Regions from separate parts of the Mus musculus genome. Here regions 1 and 3 are each linked to region 2. A link is a contact called in public Micro-C and promoter capture Hi-C data. All regions are on one chromosome and are shown on one strand. The core of a region is the stretch at or near the end of the contact, and the rest is flanking DNA. Distances in the headings are between cores, read along the strand shown.

Evidence for each region. Promoter capture Hi-C pulls out the DNA fragments that hold promoters and counts their contacts. Hi-C and Micro-C count contacts between places; a contact is called where the count stands out from the background.
Region 1: a contact with region 2 is called in a promoter capture Hi-C map of cranial neural crest. The contact joins two enhancer-like sites. A contact is called at or near these places in 1 of 39 promoter capture datasets (cranial neural crest), 1 of 484 Hi-C or Micro-C datasets (myocytes) and 2 of 115 datasets of contacts at active chromatin or transcription factors (extraembryonic endoderm stem cells and pancreatic cancer cells).
Region 3: a contact with region 2 is called in a Micro-C map of embryonic stem cells, with 2.8 times the contacts expected there. The contact joins the promoter of Dnase2a here to the enhancer-like site in region 2. A contact is called at or near these places in 3 of 39 promoter capture datasets (the HPC-7 cell line, cranial neural crest and liver), 3 of 484 Hi-C or Micro-C datasets (all in embryonic stem cells) and 2 of 115 datasets of contacts at active chromatin or transcription factors (bone marrow-derived dendritic cells and embryonic forebrain).

What each region holds. Positions count from the first base shown.
Region 1 is chr8:84,741,327-84,745,200 of GRCm38.p6, forward strand. All of the region lies in intron 2 of Nfix (nuclear factor I/X), which reads right to left. Among named protein-coding and RNA genes, the nearest start is that of G430095P16Rik, 20 kb to the left of the region's middle. RefSeq lists an enhancer at 535-3,714. Within about 2 kb of position 1,500, at least 132 of the 459 cell types and tissues checked have an H3K27ac peak or open chromatin away from gene starts, as enhancers often do. A contact at or near this core is called in myocytes and pancreatic cancer cells, where this site is marked.
Region 2 is chr8:84,201,556-84,205,201 of GRCm38.p6, forward strand. No RefSeq gene overlaps it. Among named protein-coding and RNA genes, the nearest start is that of Mir23a, 5.1 kb to the right of the region's middle. Within about 2 kb of position 2,101, at least 381 of the 459 cell types and tissues checked have an H3K27ac peak or open chromatin away from gene starts, as enhancers often do. A contact at or near this core is called in the HPC-7 cell line, bone marrow-derived dendritic cells, embryonic forebrain and 4 more, where this site is marked.
Region 3 is chr8:84,907,212-84,910,964 of GRCm38.p6, forward strand. It overlaps Dnase2a (deoxyribonuclease II alpha), which reads left to right and starts at 1,544. Exons shown (of 6, transcript NM_010062.4): 1 at 1,544-1,659; 2 at 1,774-1,951; 3 at 2,046-2,124; 4 at 2,315-2,479; 5 at 2,561-2,758; 6 at 3,475-3,753. The coding sequence starts at 1,565.

The DNA of each region.
Region 1 (3,874 bases), core at 250-2,749, 540 kb after region 2:
CTCTGCTTCTCCAGAGCGACCAGGGCAGTCTTCCCCTGACAGCATGGAGTATGTAGCTGGTTCTCCTCCTCCTCTCCAGCCACACCTCTAAAAGCCATCAAGCAGGATAGCCAAACATTGGGGTGGGAGGCTGCATCAGCAGATGACAAAGCCTGAAGGCAGGAAGAGATTCCCACCTGTAGGCCCCAGAGTCCACAAGTCTCCCTCATCACCGGTAAGGGACCTTCTGGTCCAATCAGGAAGAGCCAGTGTTCCAAGCCAGCAGTCTATGTGCGGTACCAACTCTCCTCGGAAACTGAGCTGCCACGAGCTGCTTTTGTGGCCTTGGTTTCTGACATCACTATCTTGACATCTTTAACTTGAACAAGAGGCCCAGCGTTTTCATTTTGCTTTGAGTCCCACAAATTCTGCAGCTAGTTCTGTTCAGAGACCAGAACTGCGTGAGGGAAGGAAGAGAAAAGCAAGCAAGCTAAATCAGCCTTTCACCCACTGGGTTGTCCTGCCTAGGGCTAGGGTACTGAGCTCTGGAAGTGCAGAAGGGTCCTGCTTTGAGCTCCCAAGGAGGCTGAGTTCCAAATGAGGCAGCCTGGAAGACAGGATGCCACACAGGCAGATTTGTACCTGGGCTGATGGAGAACCAAGGCTCCTTAGAGAGCCTTTCTCTGTAAGCCAAACGCCACTTGGCAGGTGGCCTTGCTCTGAGCCCTCTGCACACAGTGGGTCTATAACTGCAGCAGACCTGTGTGGCAGCGGGGAGGAGCTCTCAGAACTCCTCTACCTCCTGAGATGAGGATGGTTGGGTCCAGAATCTAGCCCTGCCCAAGCAACTGGGGACTAAGGTGCCTCCGTTTAGGTGCATGGGGCAAGGGTAGGCAGAATGAGCTGTACACAGGCTGCTCCAAACCCTTGCCAAAGGGCGGGGTCTTCTTTAGCTCAAGCTGGCTGGGGCTGGATGCAATTTCAGCCGCAGAGCAGGGCTCGCTGGCTGGAAGCAATTTTCTCATTAGGACCCCAGGCCTGCTCGCTTGGTCTGTTCCCAGCCCTTACTCCCCTTCTGCGAAACCGCACCCCACAGGCCTCCCGATAGACCACTCACACGCACAGGGAACCGCACGTGTACTGAGTCAGAGAGGCGACTGTGGGGTCACCCCAGTGGGGCTAGGTTCAAGGAGAGCAGCGCTGGCACAAGGCCCTAGCACTGAGGCATACACATAAACAAGATCTCAGGCAGCTCAGGGGGAAAGGGACCCCGGACCCGGGATCAGAACACTGCCCTCACGTGACCCTCCGGAGTTACTCTCAGGCCGGGCACCAGCCTGTCTTGTTCAGGTGGGCCTGGGAGCCAGATCCCTTTCCCGGCCCCAGGCGCTGTAAGTGGAGGGTGGTCTCACGGAGCCAGGGGGAGCGCTGAGGCAGGAGGGGCGGCACCGCTCTGCTCCTCAGACACATGTGGTTGGACTTAAAAAGCTATTAGGGAGCGAGGCGCTGGCGGGAGTACGGCTGGCCCTCACACCAGAGGTGGGGGGGAGGGCAGATGCCGAGGCAGTGAGCTCAGCACTCGCTCCCTCCCTGGCAGTGTTGGACCCAGGGGACCCCCGCCCAGCAGGAGTACGGCAGGCTCTCAGGGGAGGGTGAGCAGACTTTGGGCCTGGGTCTTACTTGGCACAGGCTCTGTAAAGCTTGGGAGATTCTAGGCCTGCAGTGGAACAGCCTCTGGGGGAGGGGTGGCGAGCCTGGATCTGGCCCAGGAGGATACAGACAGGTCCTCAACCCCCAATAGCTTTTCTGGAACGGTGGTTGTTAGAGGTCTCCTTAAGGTAGGTAGGTAAGTAGGGGTAGGGGTGTGTGTGTGTGTGTGTGTGCGCGCACGTGCACGCTCGCGCTCTGAAGGGAGGGGGAGGGGAGATTATGAGAAGAGCAGGAGAGAACAGGGAAGGAAAAAAGGGCCCCACCCATCACGAGGCCAGAAAAAACTGATGGAAAGTTCTCTAGATCCGCCAGCTTGTAAAAAGTTCCCTTTCTTTCCAAATTATGAACATTTTTTAACAAGGGAGGAGGAGACCCAGGGCAGAGAGAGATCTAGGACTTCATTAGGACAGTATCTGTCGTGACCATGTACCACAGTGACTGGTGACTGAAGAGTGTGCATCTGCCTATATTCCAATGCGTTCTACTTCCAAAGTTAGGCTACCCCCCTACACACGCGCGCGCACACACACACACAGCCTACCCAAGGAGGCTGCCATGCTGTTACCAAGTAGGATAGGATAGGTGCCAGCAGGGGAACACACGTGCAGAGACAGAGATGGGGCAGGCGGATGTAGCCCTATCCCTGAGGGAAAGAATCACCCCCCCACCGGGTGCCAGCCTCAGCAACAGAAACAGGCCTTGAAGCTGCAGGGAAATATACCATCAGAGGCTCTGGAGGCCCTGCCCAGGTCCTGAGTCCACAGTCCAACCAAAGGGCAGCCAGAGTGAGGTACTCTCAATACTGACCATACTGAACCCGACTGGCTAGCGTGTGTGTGTGTGTGTGTGTGTGTGTGTGTGTGTGTGTGTGTGTGTGTGTGTGGCGGGGTGCTGGCCCTAGTCATACAGATAGGGATGCTTAGCTCCTACTAAGAAAGATCGGAGCACAGCCCAGCCTGCTCAGCACTTTGGCTGGCTCCTTCCTTGGGGGTCTCCCTTCTCAGGACAGTTGGACCCACCCATAGGGAAGATGGCAACTTGGGGGGGGGGTGTCGAGGAGAAGCGACTTTGAGAAACCACCAAGAGTCAAGCTGGGGGCCTCAGGCAGGGTGGGGGAGGAGCCGACCACTGAGCCAGGAGCCTTGCTCAGGAAACACGCAAAGAATGCAGTTGGCAGCTGGCCAGTGGGCCAGGACCACAAAGAGGCCTTTGTTTTAGGAGGTGTCCAGGGAGTGGATGGACCGAACAGCAGAGGTGGGGGCAGCACCCCTTTGGGGGAGTAGGGAGGGATCGACCCCTACACTGTGCCCACATTACCTCTTCTGATTCACACACACACACACACACACACACACACACACACACACACCCCAGGCTCTGACAGTGATAGGTTCCTGCTGGCCCAACTTAGGGCACTCTTGGGGCCAGGTCCCCCTGTCTCTCTGCTCCCCATTTCCCCGGGGCTGGTAGCTGTCTGAACTCTAAGGTGGATGCCCCTGGCACTGGCATCGTCCTGCTCCCTTTAGTGTGAGAGGAAGGAAGGCTGTGGGACAGTGTCTCTTCCATCACCCCCTGCTCTGCAATTCGAGGGTCTCTCTGGCCCCTTATTGGCATCTGGAAAAGTTTGGGAAATTTATAAAAAATTCTGGAGAGTTTATCAACTGCTTTCTAGCCTGCCAGGGAACCAGAGCCAGAAAGAAGGAAGAGAGAAGAGGGAAGTGTGGGTGTGGGGAGTGAGGAGTGGGGACAGAAAGCAAGATCAGACGTGAGACAGAGCCCTCAGGAAAGGAGCTGAGATGCAAGGGTGCCCATAGCCAGCCTGTCCCCCACCTGAGTTTCTTGAGAGGACCAGAAAGACCCCCAACACAAGCTCACCCAGTAAGTATACCAGGCCCCCTCAGCTCTCTCCCATCATCCTGCTCTACACTGCTCTGGCCACTCCACACCCCACACCCCACACCCCACACCCCATACCTGTGCTCTTCCCCAGCGGCCTGAGCTTCAGGGCCATGGAGGGAAAGAACATCGTAAGGATTAGAGGCTGGGGACAGGATGAGGCAGGGTGAACACAGTGGCTCTCCACTTCAAAGGAATGTGTGATGTCCTTACAGGAGAGGCACAGGGGGCTTCCTCTAGTCAGTGTGTGGACAGAAACAGGACGGTCCACTTAGCCCTAAGCAGGAGC
Region 2 (3,646 bases), core at 851-3,350:
ATAGCTCTCTGTCCTTGCCGGGGGAGGGGGTCCCCAAGTGCATCCCTAAGACCCCTCGACTGGACAGCCCTTGCTTGAGGACCTAGCAGGGGGCCTTAAAATAGCTGTGGGCCCAGCCCAGGGCTGGCACGCGGCGCATGTGCGTGACAGGGCGTGTCCAGGGGGTCGGGCCTGTCTGAGCTGGCCCGGCCTCTGAGCTTGGCAGATTTTTACTTGCTGGAGAAAGGCAGCCAAGGCAGATGCCCCACGAGGCACCCCCATGCCATGGGCCACCCTATGCCTGTTGTAAGTGGAGGGCAGATGTTCCCAGCAGGCCCCAGCTAGCCCTGTCCTTCTGCACTTCCCTGCAACAGGCCTGTGTGAGACCAGGAGGGGTTCAGTGGAGCACAGGCCAACTTAGAGCTGATGTGGCTGAGGTTGGCATAGGACTCGCTGTGACACTCCTGCCTCAGCTTCCTGAGTGCTGGCATGACAAGATACAGCACCATACCTACCCTGTTCCCATAGCAGCATCGGGCTAGTTACTTTTGTTTTCTGAGTCTGTTGTAACCCAGGCTAGCCTCAAATTTCTGATCCTCCTGTCTCCGCACCTGAGTACTGCACCATCCCTGGCTTCCACAGTCCTGGTGATTGAACTCCGGCCCTGGGCATGCCAGGCGAGCACTCCACTCTTTGAGCTACATCTTTGTCTCCTGTTTAGTTGACAGAGACAGGGTTTCTTGTAGTCTGGGCTAGCCTCAAACTTGCCATGAAACTAACGGCGGACTTGAGCTCCGCATTCTCTTTCCTGCAACTCTCAAGTGCTAGGGTTATGGGCATGGGCCACCAACTCCAGCTCAGGCGGCCTTGTCTTTATGGAGAGAGTGTAGACATTCCTGGGATTGTCTCTGCCGCCTCAGTTTTTCCATCTGTGAATGGGAACTTTTGGAGATGCAGTGGAACAGAGCACACTCTCTAGTCTCCCATAGGGTGCTGAGGTCTCCTCATATCCTGTGTTGAATGTCCTCAGTGGACATGGAGGTGTGTCTTCCTAGCTGGCCATGGGGAAGGATTGAGGGTGGTGGCGTGGGCGTGAGAATTCTTGGGTAGGGAAGGACAGCATCATGCCGGGCATGGCTGAGTCACACTCGAGCGGCGCCTTGCCTCAGGCTGCTGGAGCTAGAACTGGCGCCACCCTGGGTGTGGCTACTGAGCTGTGGCCCTGGGCAGAGCAGGGCTGGGTGGCAGGATGGGCACATGGGCCTTGAGGGACTCGGGGGAGCAAATCTGGGATGCCCGGTGATACCTCCCTTTTGTCTCCTGTGTACATTTGGGGCTCTGGAACCCTAAGCTTTGGGCCTGGGAATAATAATAATTATCGATCTATTAATAAAAGTTTTTGAGGCATGATCTAATGTAATGTAGTCCATGCTGGCCTGGAACTGGATAAGTAGTCCAGGATGTCCTTGAACTGGTCCTTAGGCCTCCACCTCCTGAATGCTAGGCTTACTTGTGTGCACCATGATGAAGGGTTTCTGCTTTAAGATGGGACCTGCTGACTCCATGCTTCCAGCAAAATAGCCAAGCACTCTCTACCCACAGTCAACTTTGGGGGTCGAGACACAGTCTCATTTCATAGCCTACCGCGGTCTTGAACACATGGCAGTCCTCCTGGCTCAGCCTCCTGAATGGTAGACTGACAGAGACGCCTCACAATGCCTGGCTGGTTCCTGGAAGTTTTGCGGAGTTAAGGGAGTGAGCCAAGCCTTCCAGAAGACAGTGGGTGATGGAGGTCAGCGCTCCTATCTCCAGTCCCAGGCCAGGCCAGGACCTGGGATGAACTTCACCCTGGGAGCACTGATTGGCTTGAGGGGAACCCAGCACCGCAAACAGAATGTTAAGGAATAGAGTGGGGGATCTGGTTGTTGGACTGTGTGGCTGGCGGGCAGCGAGGGTGGGACGTGGCTGTCGTCTTTGCCTATTTATACCAAGTGATTCAGCCCTCCCTCACCCCTTCCTGCGCCCCCTCCACTCGCGGCTAGGCACTAGGCCCACCCACTTGCCTATGCCCTGCCCCCCAACCCGGGCGGGTTGTCTGGTTCCTGCGTGGGGACGGACGTGGAGGGCAGGCATCTGTGCCGCAGGTCGGGTTGGCCCCAACCCAGCCGCCCAGCTCCTGGGAAGAGTGGGCCATTAGCGAGCGCTGGTGGCTGGGGCGGGGGCGGAGCTGGGCGGAGACTGCAGCCCTTGGTATTTTCCGATCCTCGCTGCTTCGCGAGAGTGGAAAGTATTTGAGGATCAGGGTTGGGGACGACCGGAGGGCCTCTGCCCTGGTTCTTTCTTGGGGTTCACTGTGGGTCCTCCAGGGATGCCGAGGGCTTGAAGGCTGTGTGTGCTAATTTAACTGACTGGGATACCACAGCCCAAGGCCCCCCGCCCTGTTTCTCAAGCCCTCCAGCTCCAGGACTTCTGTCCCTTTGAGTCTCCCTGTGAGACTAAGAGTCAGTACAGGGTGTCCCAGCTCCTGGACACCTGCGTGGTAATGCCCCCTCCACGCCAGACACAGACCTCTGGTGTGTGTGAGGATGGGAGTGGCCTTGGCTGCAGCCTTGGGCTCTTTGTAGGGGAAACCCCACAGGAAACCAGCCTGGCCAAATGGCCGCCCTTCCCGTTCTGGTCCCTGGGACGAATATGCTGTCTCACTTCCGGAGGTGATTGGGGAGGCTGGTCAGCCTGTGGACCTGGGCTGCCCCCAGAACCCAAAGAGACAGAGGTGGATTGGGGCTGGAGACTGTGTGTGTGTGTGTGTGTGTGTGTGTGTAAGCACGCGTACTGGGGAAGACACATCAGAATATCTCAATCCTTATTCCTCATTCCTCAGACATCGGTGATGCCAGATCTAGACGTTAAATCCACTGTCCTGCCTGTCACTGCCTGATATGACTGAATGCTTCTGTCCTTGATGTCACCCAGGAACTCTTCCAATTATTGGGAAGTAGAGATTTTCTTTTTTTTTAAGACTTATTTTTTTACTTTTGTGTATGTGTTGGGTATGTGCATGTATGTGTAGGTGCCTAAAGGGTCCAGAAGAGGGCGCCACATGTGAGCCGGGAAACCAAATTCAGGTTCTCAGAAAGCAATATGCAGTCTAAACTATTGAGTCATCTTTCCAGCCCTGAACTTGTTTTCTTTTTTTTTTTTTAAGATTTATTATTATATGTAAGTACGCTGTAGCTGTCTTTAGACACTCCAGAAGAGGGTGTTAGATCTCATTACGGATGGTTGTGAGCTACCATGTGGTGGCTAGGATTTGAACTCAGGACCTTCGGAAGGGCAGTCAGTGCTCTTACCCGCTGAGCCATCTCTCTAGCCCTAAACTTATCTTTTTTAGAGTCTCATGTATCCCAGGTTGCCCTCCAGCTTGCTCTGTAGACACATTTCTTGTTTTTATTTTTATTTTGTTTTTCCTAGACAGGCTTTCTCTGTGTAGTCCTGGCTGTCCTGGAACTTCCTCTGTAGACCAGGCTGGCCTTAAACTTCCTGAGACATACCTGCTAATGCCTGCGGAGTGCTGGGAACATGTGTATAAACCACCACACTTCCTTGATATGGTACTGGGGGTGAAGCCAAGCCCAGTCAGTGTGCTAGGCCAGCAGCTGCCATTGAG
Region 3 (3,753 bases), core at 294-2,793, 710 kb after region 2:
GGTGGCTGGAGAGATGGTTCAGTGGTTATAAGCACCTTTTGCAGAGGCCCTGACTTCAGGTCCCAGCACCCGCATAGTGCTTACCTATTAACACTGTGGCTTACCCTTGAACTCCTGATCTTCCTGTCTTTACCGTCCAAGTGTTCAAATCACAGGGGTGCTCATGCACGTCGTACGTACGTGTAAATGCACGAGCACATGGCATTCAGGTCCCAGCACCTGTAACTCCAACTCCTGGGATCTAACACTTATGGGTGTCTGCACAGCCTACATCTGATACATGCAAACTGGCATAGGCACACACACACAGATACACATTTAAAAAAAGGTAAAAGCTGGAGACTGGCTCATATTTATAATCCCAGCATCCTTCAGGAAGCTGAGCAAAAGTTGAGAGTTCCAGGCTAACCTGAGCTACAATGAGATCCTGTCTTAAAAAAAAGAGAAGGGCCGATAAGATGACTCAGCCTTTAAGGGTGCTTGCTCTCAAGCTCGCTGCCCTGAGTTTGACCTCCAAATCCCATCTGGTGAAAGGAGAAGCTCCCACACACTGTCCTGTCCTCCACTTGCATGCTGTGCCATGTGCTCGTGCATTTACACGTACGTACGACGTGCATGAGCACCCCTGTGATTTGAACACTTGGACGGTAAAGACAGGAAGATCAGGAGTTCAAGGGTAAGCCACAGTGTTAAGAGGTCAGAGAAGGGGGGGGAGGGGACCAGGAAAAATTGTTGCATTGTTGCAAGCTTTAAAATTGCTGCATTCTTTAAAATTGCTGCATGCGGGCTGGTGAGATGGCTCAGTGGGTAAGAGCACCCGACTGCTCTTCCGAAGGTCTGAAGTTCAAATCCCAGCAACCACATGGTGGCTCACAACCACCCGTAATGAGATCTGATGCCCTCTTCTGGTGTATCTGAAGACAACTACAGTGTACTTACATATAATAAATAAATAAATCTTTAAAAACAAATTGCTGCATGCTTTTAAAAAGCCTTCCAGAAGCAGAGGCCGGGGCAGGCAGATATCAGGGAGTTCCAGGCCAGCCAGGGGCACATAATGAGATCCTGTCTAAAAAAACAGAACGGGGGAAAGGAAAGAATTGGACCGGTCCAGGCACACAAGTGATGCACAAACATACATGTAGGCAAGACCATCCAAAAAGTTAAAAGAGTTGTAGAGCAGTAATGGAAAAGAAATAGAAAGACAGATTTGTTCCTAATTCAGAACCTGAATAAAAAACAAAACAAAAAAGCCCCAGAACTTGGAGCGCCTTAGAAGTCACGTGACAGCCAATGCCCAAGGGAGAGGCGTGTCCACGGATGAAGCCTATCCGGAGCTGAGTCGGCCAGAAGCGGGAGGACGGGGCGGGGAGGACATTGGAGGAGGCGGGGTCCGCTTGTGGGACAACTTCATAGGAAGCCCCGCCTCCGTATTGGGCCTGGCGGGCTTCGTCTCCACCCTCGCGAAGCCGGGACACAGATCTCTTCGGTTTTTAGGGGAAGTTCATCTGAATCTCGTGACCCGGCTGTCCCCGGGTCTTTTAGAGTCCATTGCTGTCGCCTCATGGCAACACTGAGATCGCTGCTGCTGGCTGCGCTGCTGTGGGTCCCTGCCGAAGCCCTGAGCTGCTATGGGGACTCCGGGCAGCCTGTGGATTGGTGAGTAAGTAGTCGCGGGACTGTCCCCCGCACACTGCCTGGGGACCGGCGCGGGAATCCAAAAAACCTCAGATTCCTTCTCTCCCCCAACCTCATGTCTTCACGGACCTCCAGGTTCGTGGTATACAAGCTGCCGGCTCACAGCGGGTCTAGGGATACTCCAAAGGGACTGACGTATAAATACATGGACCAGAACTCCGACGGTTGGCAAGACGGTGTAGGGTACATCAACAGCTCGGAGGGAGCCGTGGGCCGCAGCTTGCAGCCATTGTACCGAAAGAACTCCAGCCAGGTGACTTGAGTGCCGTCGGAACCCGGGCCGGGACACTGTGGTGGGTCTCGCGGGGAAGGGAGGGTAGTTACATAGCCTCTGTGCATTCTCCTAGCTGGCCTTTCTACTCTACAACGACCAACCTCCTAAATCCAGCTCAGCTCGGGACTCTACCGGCCATGGGCATACGAAGGGTGAGAGGCTTGGACTGGTGGTCGTGGAGCCTCCCTGAATTGTAAATTTTACCCTTACTAACCTTTGGCCTGATGAAGGGTGGGGATTTGCCCTGTCACTGGCCTCCGTTTCCCGCTCTAAGACCCCAGCCATCTGAGGCCCCGTACCTGCTTGCAGGTGAGCTAGCTTGACCTCTTCCTTCTGGTTCAGGTGTCCTGCTCCTGGACCAAGAAGGGGGCTTCTGGCTGGTCCACAGTGTGCCTCGCTTCCCACCCCCTGCGTCCTCTGGTGCATACACCTGGCCTCCTAATGCTCAAACCTTCGGCCAGACCCTACTCTGTGTGTCCCTCCCGTTCACTCAGTTTGCAAGGATTGGTGAGTTGAATCACTGAGAAGCCAAGCCTCAAACTCCTCTGAGGAACCAGTCTCACACGGCTCCCTCGCCTTGTCTTCTAGGCAAGCAGCTAACCTACACCTATCCCCTTGTCTATGACCACAAGCTGGAAGGCTTCTTCGCTCAGAAATTACCTGACCTAGAGACGGTGATCAAGAACCAACATGTCCTCCATGAGCCCTGGAATAGCAGTGTAATACTCACTTCCCAAGCTGGGGCCACCTTCCAGAGCTTTGCCAAATTTGGAAAATTTGGAGATGGTAAGCCTTGATGTTGAGGGGTGGGGGGAGGGCACTTTCGTTGTAGAAGGGGGTCCCTAGTATCCCTAGGCCTGCGGGCAACACATTTAGAGCCCAGATGTCTTTGGGAGTCATATTACAATAATAACTATGAGCAGTAAACAGCCAGCAGACGGGTTGGGCGGGTGATACATATCTGTGACCTCAGCACTGTGGGGGCGGAGATGGAAGCTTGAAGTCAGCCAAGACCTAGGTTCAAATGTTGGTTTCTGGATGTGTAATATACAATACAACCTGAGCCTGTTTGCTCACCTGAAAAATTAGGATATTAAGGGTTCCCTTAGTGGGTTGTGAAATAACACATAATTGTTTGGTAAGGATTCCCTTTAGGGGTGTGGGGAGGCAGGCCCTCACTGTGTATCCCTGGCTGGTCTGGAACTCTCAGAGAGCCATCTGCCTCTACTGTCTCAGCGCAGACTTTAAAGGCTCGAGTCTCCATGCCCAGCCTATGTGTTTGTGTAAGACCTCTCTGTACATTCCAGGCTAGACTCCATCTGAGAGCCTCTTGTTCCAGCTTCTGAGTGTTAGGGCTGCAGGTGTGACCTGAAGAGGGACCTGACCTGTTAATAGGGGCTGCTTAGGTTCACGTCATTCCAAAAGTAGACATTTGAGCCGAGCAGGAAGCCATACCGAGGAATGTACCAGTGGCCCTCACCTCATCCTTCCTTCCCCTGCAGACCTGTACTCCGGATGGTTGGCAGAAGCCCTTGGCACCAACCTACAGGTCCAGTTCTGGCAAAATTCTCCAGGCATCCTGCCCTCCAACTGCTCTGGAGCCTATCAGGTTCTGGATGTGACACAGACAGGATTCCCTGGCCCATCTAGACTAACTTTCAGTGCCACAGAGGACCACTCCAAATGGTGTGTGGCCCCTCAAGGGCCCTGGGCCTGTGTGGGTGACATGAATAGGAACAAAGCAGAGACACACCGAGGTGGCGGCACAGTATGCACCCAAC